Linked DNA regions of Zea mays: region 2 is linked to region 1. Evidence: chromatin contacts called from public Hi-C data. All regions are on one chromosome and are shown on one strand. Each heading gives the region's core, a stretch centred on a gene start, on an enhancer-like site or on the middle of the called end of the contact. The rest is flanking DNA. Distances are from core to core; before and after follow the strand shown.

Evidence for each region. A called contact is a pair of places that touch in the nucleus more often than the background predicts.
Region 2: a Hi-C map of endosperm shows a contact between it and region 1, with 3 times the contacts expected there. The contact joins the promoter of LOC103647787 here to the enhancer-like site in region 1. A contact is called at or near these places in 6 of 25 Hi-C or Micro-C datasets (ear, endosperm, leaf mesophyll and 3 more).

The regions. Positions count from the first base shown.
Region 1 is chr2:214,856,136-214,859,544 of Zm-B73-REFERENCE-NAM-5.0, reverse strand. No RefSeq gene overlaps it. Among protein-coding and RNA genes, the nearest start is that of LOC100284908, 13 kb to the left of the region's middle. Within about 2 kb of position 1,539, at least 17 of the 20 cell types and tissues checked have an H3K27ac peak or open chromatin away from gene starts, as enhancers often do. A contact at or near this core is called in ear, endosperm, leaf mesophyll and 2 more, where this site is marked.
Region 2 is chr2:214,964,762-214,968,170 of Zm-B73-REFERENCE-NAM-5.0, reverse strand. LOC103647787 (putative MO25-like protein At5g47540) reads right to left here and starts at 1,799. Exons shown (of 11, transcript XM_008672300.3): 1 at 1,212-1,799; 2 at 356-517. The coding sequence starts at 1,337.

The DNA.
Region 1 (3,409 bases), core at 290-2,789:
CACTGTGTCGCTGAAGGAGGATGTGGTACATCTCAGGACGCTCAACCAACAGCTCATGAAGAAGCTCCATAGCCACACAACGCTTGAGGCAGAGGCTCTGCTGCCTGCCGTCAACATTAGGGGCAGATCGAGGGGGAGATTGGCACGTTTCTGTACTAGATCCCAAAGGCCACCACCTTACGCAATCAAGCTTGACAAGAAGAGGATAAGAAATCCCCACATCAATGTTATTGAGTCCTTTACCAATTCATCTATTATCTGGATATAGTTACGTGTCCATGCATATATCTCTACTACTATGAAGAATTTAAGGGGTAAGCTTCCTCCCCTGGTTCTGCCTCCCGTTTGAATTGTAAGATCTTGGGATATTTTCTAAAGATTTGTATATATTTGTAATTTATTGTGACAGTCTTAGCATTGAAATGATGCAATTGACATGACATTATTAAAATCATATATAGAAGTCCGTGTGATACTAATGGTTGCAATGTAGTGGTGAAACAACTAGATTAAAATAACAAAATTTATGTATGGCTAGGATCATAAATAGATTACGAAACATTTTCTCACAATAATATAACACACATTTGTACATAAGTCATTATGGTATTATATGTTCCCGTTGCAACGCACGGGCACTCACCTAGTAAAGACAAAACGGTATAAAAACAGTAGAAGCTAATAAGGATTAAAGCAATCTAATAGTTCAATAGCTTCCATGTGAACTGTCGCCATGTTTCTTGAGAGCTCAGAGTGAGACGGCAGGCACTGCTGCCGAGCTGCCACCGCTGTTGTGCTACAGCATATTTGACGGCAACCGATAGGCCTTGCCCTGGCATCGGCAGGCACGTAGCAGCAGCTTGTGGGGGTGAAGTCAGCCCTTATCCTGTTGCAGGGCACGGAGGAATGGCTGACACGGCCGTACGATGCTGGCTGATCCGTTCTGCCGTCGTGATTGAACGTTTGACGAAGCGGGGAAGAAACAAATAAATGCTGACGGCGCGAGCTGAAGGCCTGTTTGGATTGTAGCCTCGTTTTGTCCTGAGTCCTGATTGATTGATTGGAGGGAGATGGGAACGCTTAACGACCCGTACGCTGTCGCTGTGTACTCCTCCGGTCCGAAACAAGATAAGTTTAATTGGATTTATGCAAAAAAAAAAAAATATTACCAACATTTGCATTTTTAAAATATATTTATTAAAAAATATTCTATGGTCTATAGTAATCATACGTTATGAATATTAAGAACTATGTATGTTTTTTCTTGGGGTTAAAATTAGAAGTATCTATTTTTTTTTCAGAAAACGAAAACGATACTTTTTTTGGGGTCGCACCATATCTCAATTTGTTGTAGCGGTATGTCGCTCTGAAACACTAGACGATTGTACGATCGTTCTATGGTCTATAGTCGATAGGTAGATTCTGATGATCGATGATGCTTTGCGTGCCATTTTGGATCACAGACAGGACAGTTGGGAGTTGGGACCATCGACGGCATGCCTACACGACCCTCGCTTATCTCGCGTAGCGCTAACACGGTGCCTGTGCAGTGATGGTACAGCGCAGCACCACGGCCGCATCTGTCCTCGCGGGGGGCGGCTGGTGCACATGGCATTGCCGTTTCGTCGCACCAATCATCGGACCATGCAACCGGGGACGACCGCCTTTCGGCTCTCGACGCCTCGCCGCCACACGTAACGTAACCGCAGAAAACGCCGGAGCGTCCCTGCTCGATCGACGGCGACGACCGCCCGGATGTCACAGTTCCTTGCTTGATTGTACACTATGCTCAATCAATTTGGAAAAGGATGTATCAGAGGTAGAAGAAGCCAAATAGGGAGACTCGTAGTCGCAGGCGCGCAGGCCTAATTCTGCCCAAGCCCAACTAGATTGGACAAACGCAAGCCCAGACCTCTTCAACGCTTTCACCTCAAAACCTTGCTCCCGCGCGTCTTCACTTCTTCTCGTGTACACCTCTTCAGTGTCTTCCTCTGCATTCTCATGCCGGTGAAAATTACTATCACCTCTTCAAATCTAGGTTGTCCCCAAACTGGAGCGGTCATGAACTGTCAACACAGGCGAATAAACTTCTTTCCATGTCCACAGAACCTTCAGATGAGAATGAACCATGGAATCTATTGTGATCATGCTAGAATCGTTAGCCTCAACTGGCAACCACTCAGTCACTCTCAGATTCCTCCTGGTGGTGACCGAGGATCTTGCACGGTTTCAGCATGAATAATTGGATGAATCTTGGAGTCGGAGGGTAAATCAAGCTTATAAGCCACCAGTCCAATCTTTTGATTAATCTTTAAAGGTCCAAAGAAGCATTTGTAGGACAACTTCTGGTTCAGCTGTGTTGTCACATAAGTTTGGGTGTTTGGTTGTAACTTCAAATAAACTAGATCGCCCACTTCAAAATATGTGTCAGAACGGTGTTTGTCTGCTTAATTTTTCATTCCCTGATCAGCTCGACGCGACTGTTGTTCAATAAAAGTTGTCGGTAGCTGTCTTTCAGTCAACCATTCCTCCAAAACTCGTGGAACAGACAATGTTGCATTAGAGATGCCCAGATGCCTTGCAGAATGGCCATATAAGACTTCTAAAAGGATCACGATAATCAATAGGAGGGTGAATTAGACTTCACTATTTTTTTTTGTAGTAATTAAAACCTAATCAAAAGCCCAACCTCACCGAGTTCCAAATATGTTCAAAATAGTTTTACATCCTAATTCCAACCCTATTCTATCGTGACAATTCTAAAAGTTTAGATACTCGGAGTAAATTACACACATATAATACCGAAAAGTAAAGCAAGAGTTTAGAAGACCCCTCAAGTTTTTCACGCGGTCTCGAGAAGCTATCACTCTCCATTAATCTTTATTGGAGCACCCACACAACTATGTCACTCCCCCTTGGTTTGTTCAAAGACCAGGTGCTCACAATGTGATGGTTTTTATAGCTTTGGCACACTAAACCGCTCATGACCATGTACACTTCTCGATCCATGTCACCCATTATTCTCCAGGTGATCAGCGTATTCTAATCGCCACCAAACCGTCTAGCTGATGCCAAACACCAAGAGTAATAATCACAAACTCTTACTTGACTCTCTCAAGACCAATGAGAATAATGTGTGCATATTAATGACTTTTGTTTGCACTAAGGAGGTCGTTAATCTCGCGAAATGTGCCCCTCATTCTCTCACTATGCAATAGCTCCTTATCTCACACTATATGGGTTGCTTTGGCTATTAAATGGTGCAAGAACAATTGTGTTAGCCAATTGATGGGGGTATTTATAGTTCCTAATCGGTCAACTAGCCGTTACGACAAACTCAGACTGAATTTATGGTTGTCCAACCGTCTGACAACCACTGTTGGACGAAAGCACAGAGTCCAATGATACA
Region 2 (3,409 bases), core at 550-3,049, 110 kb before region 1:
TTTTTTGGCGAGCATGCATGGGTGATGGGTCCCATGTGGCTTGTGCGCGTCGTAGTTTACACTGGCCCCGCGTTTTTTGACGAGTGTTGGCTTTGGCAGAGATGGGCGCTGGACTGGAAAACGAAGCGGCTGGAGTAATAAGCCATGTATGGAAGAATATATGGACCACCTAGATCAGGGGTATACTAGTCCAAAATGAGCTTCAAATGCTTCAACATCAAGTATTTGCATCCAAAGTGAAAACCCCTTAAACATCAAATATTTGAAGACTGGAGGGAGTATATATTATGTATGTAATAAAAGTTATTCCAATAGTAGTGTCAATCTACAGACAAAAACAGGTCAAATTACATACCTCCAAATTTAGTTTTGGAAGATGTATGATTAATAGCCGTAAAGTGTTCTCCCTGAAGAATTCTTGGGTCAGTTGCACACATGCTTCAGTTACAGGCTCTGATTCACCATTGCCGTAAAGGATAGACTTCATATCCCTGATATTTTTGCTTAGCTCCGTCATCTGCATAAACTCATCCTTAGGCACAGCTCATTCTAACGGATATAAGACATTGTGCATTTACAATCTGTTTTTTCTTTTCCAATAGATGGCCACAAGCCTCTACATGTATCCAAAGGTTCATATAACATATAGAGCATGAAGCTGTCTAGTGGTAACATGCGGTTTCATATGGAAGGGGTTAAAAGTAAAATAGGTACTATGTTTGAGGTTGAAGGGGTTAAATGTAAATTAACAGTCATCATTAGATCTAGATTAGATGCACCAAATCGCTTGATTGCACGCTTGCACCAATATAAGTGATTGCATAAGATATTTTCCGCAGCTGCTCATACCCACTGGTAACTCCGCAATGAGTTATGAACTTTTGATAAAAAGCTGATGGTTGATAAACTACGAGATGCGTATATTCGCGCCAACTAATATCATACCTATCTAGCTCAGTTCTGCTGATACACCTAAAAACATATTTCTAGGAGTTCCATGCGATATTCACTTCATACTTGCTACAATTTGATCATGAATGACATCAAGGAAACTAGGGCACTCTGGCTGTGCCAGCACCATTTCCATCACGAGATTGTGTCATGCATCACAAATTAGGTAAAGTTCACGCGCAATCGGGGTTGAACCATCGGGCACAAATGGGGAATCGAAGCCACGAAATCCCTAGACAGAGGGTCAGACCCGATCTCACCTTCTCGTCGCGCTTGGCGTCGCCGCTCCGGGAGCCCGAGTGGAGGTCGAGGTGGACGAGGCACTCACGCGTCTGCCGCACGATGTCGACGGGCGTCCGCGGCTTGGTCTTGAAGAGGCCCTTCATCTTGGCCCCGTCGTCCGCTGCCGCTGCAGCGGCGGACAGGCGCGGTGGGGAGGGCAAGGGCGAGGCCTTGGGCCGCTTCCGCCCCGCCGACCCGAACGAGCAGCAGCCTCGCAGGAACGCCACGGGGTCGCCGCGCGGGAGGGCCCTCGGGAGGGCCCTGCTCTCCTCCGCTCGGGTCCGGCAGTTCGATCGGAGGACCGCGCGCGAGGAAGGGAAGGAGGGTACGAGGGCTCGAGCTCGTGCCCGTGAATACGTGATGGAAGGGACGGGACGAGGGGTAGGGCACGAGGCCGGTCGCGTTTCGCGACGCTTATCCTGCCTGTCAGCGTCTCGCTGTCCCTGTCTCGGTTTCGCGCTCCCCTGCTCTGCTGTTTCTGCGCCCCTTTTCTACCGCCTTTTTCTTAGCACACCATCTTTGGATTTAGGAAGACGATCCTTGCTGGACTGAATCAACGCAAATCCACGGCTGCACGGCCGTTCACGTGAACATGAATGTGATTTGGTATTCGTGTTTTAAATTAAAAAAAACACGTGGCGACGCCCTGTCAATCAAATCAAATAAAAACTTTCACTGCTTTAGATTCTTATTGTTTAAGATGTCTTTCCTGCTTTTCGTCCTTGAACGGCACGGGTATTACGAGCATTAGCCCACGTAGAACTTTGATCGGTACAAGTGTCCTGATACAGTCATGCACGCCGAGGAGGCTAAGAATATAAGAGCAAGTACAATAATAGGCTATAAATATGCTTACATAACATTTTTGTTTATGTGGAATAGATAGACAATAAAAAAGTAGAGTGAGTTGACTATTATGCAAGAGCTCACGTGCTTCAAAACAAAAGGATGAAAGAGAAAGGGACAAAAAAATTATCTAAGAGCTAACTTTAGAGTTAATTTTATTATATGAGTGTATTTATTATTCGCTATATATAACATGTTAAAGAGTTAAAGTCAATAATAAGCTCTATTATTAAACTTGCTCTAATTCTACACGACGAGACGGAACAGCTAACTTCTAACGGTATGTTTGATACCTCAGACTAACCATTAGCTTATATCTCTAATACTAACTAGAAAAGCTAAATATAGTCTAATTCTAAACTACTAAAAGGTAATGGTGGCTAAATAATAGTTACAATCTATTAGATCTTATTAACCTATAATTAGTTTACAACTAATGTATTTTTGTAAAGCGAACTATTTTTAAGCTCAGTGATCCAATTAAACTCTAAGCTTGTACAAAAATTAAACCACTTTGTATCGCAAAAAGGGCGCACGTCGCACCTGTGTGCTCTGTTATAGTATCTTCGAACTCAGACTTCTTTTATATGTTTAGGAACTATTTAATATTAAGCATTTATTATCTTAATATTTAGGCAACGTAAAAAAACCGTATTCAATTTCAAGGTCTAAAAGTTACCATAACCAGAGAAAAAAAAATATGTGGATGTCCATAAAATATAAACCACAGCCATTACGTCAAAATTAACCAACACAAACTCTTAAGTCTATTTCTACCAACACATGTCATTATTTAGCCTATTTGTATGTTGGTAAGTATGAAAGTTCAAATAAACTCTAGAAGAAGATCCGGAGCCGGAAGACTTTGGGGTGTTTGGTCGGTGGAACGCTGTGGTCTATTATCATCTCATCCTCTATTTTTTTACTTAATTTGTAGAGTCGAATAAGTTAATTTATTAGTACACCATTTCTCACAAGCTATTAATTAGTACTAGTATAGTAGCTGAGGTCACTTCACTTAGAGTACATGCTAACATAAGCTTATAATACATCACTTCATCCAAAATAAATTGATTTTTCAAACCAAACGCACCATTATTACATACACATACCATATAAAATTCCCATAGCATTCTTAGATTTTGGACGTGCCCTCGTTGGAAAAGGATTTTTTTACATGTTTTATATTTTTATAACAAATTGAATCTATTTATATAACATTTGTCCATATTCTTGTAGAATTTCTTTGCTCTAGATGGACCATTAAACTTACATGGTAGTTTTGGACTCTTGCTTAAGCGACAAGATGGAATGAGATGGAGAGAGCTTA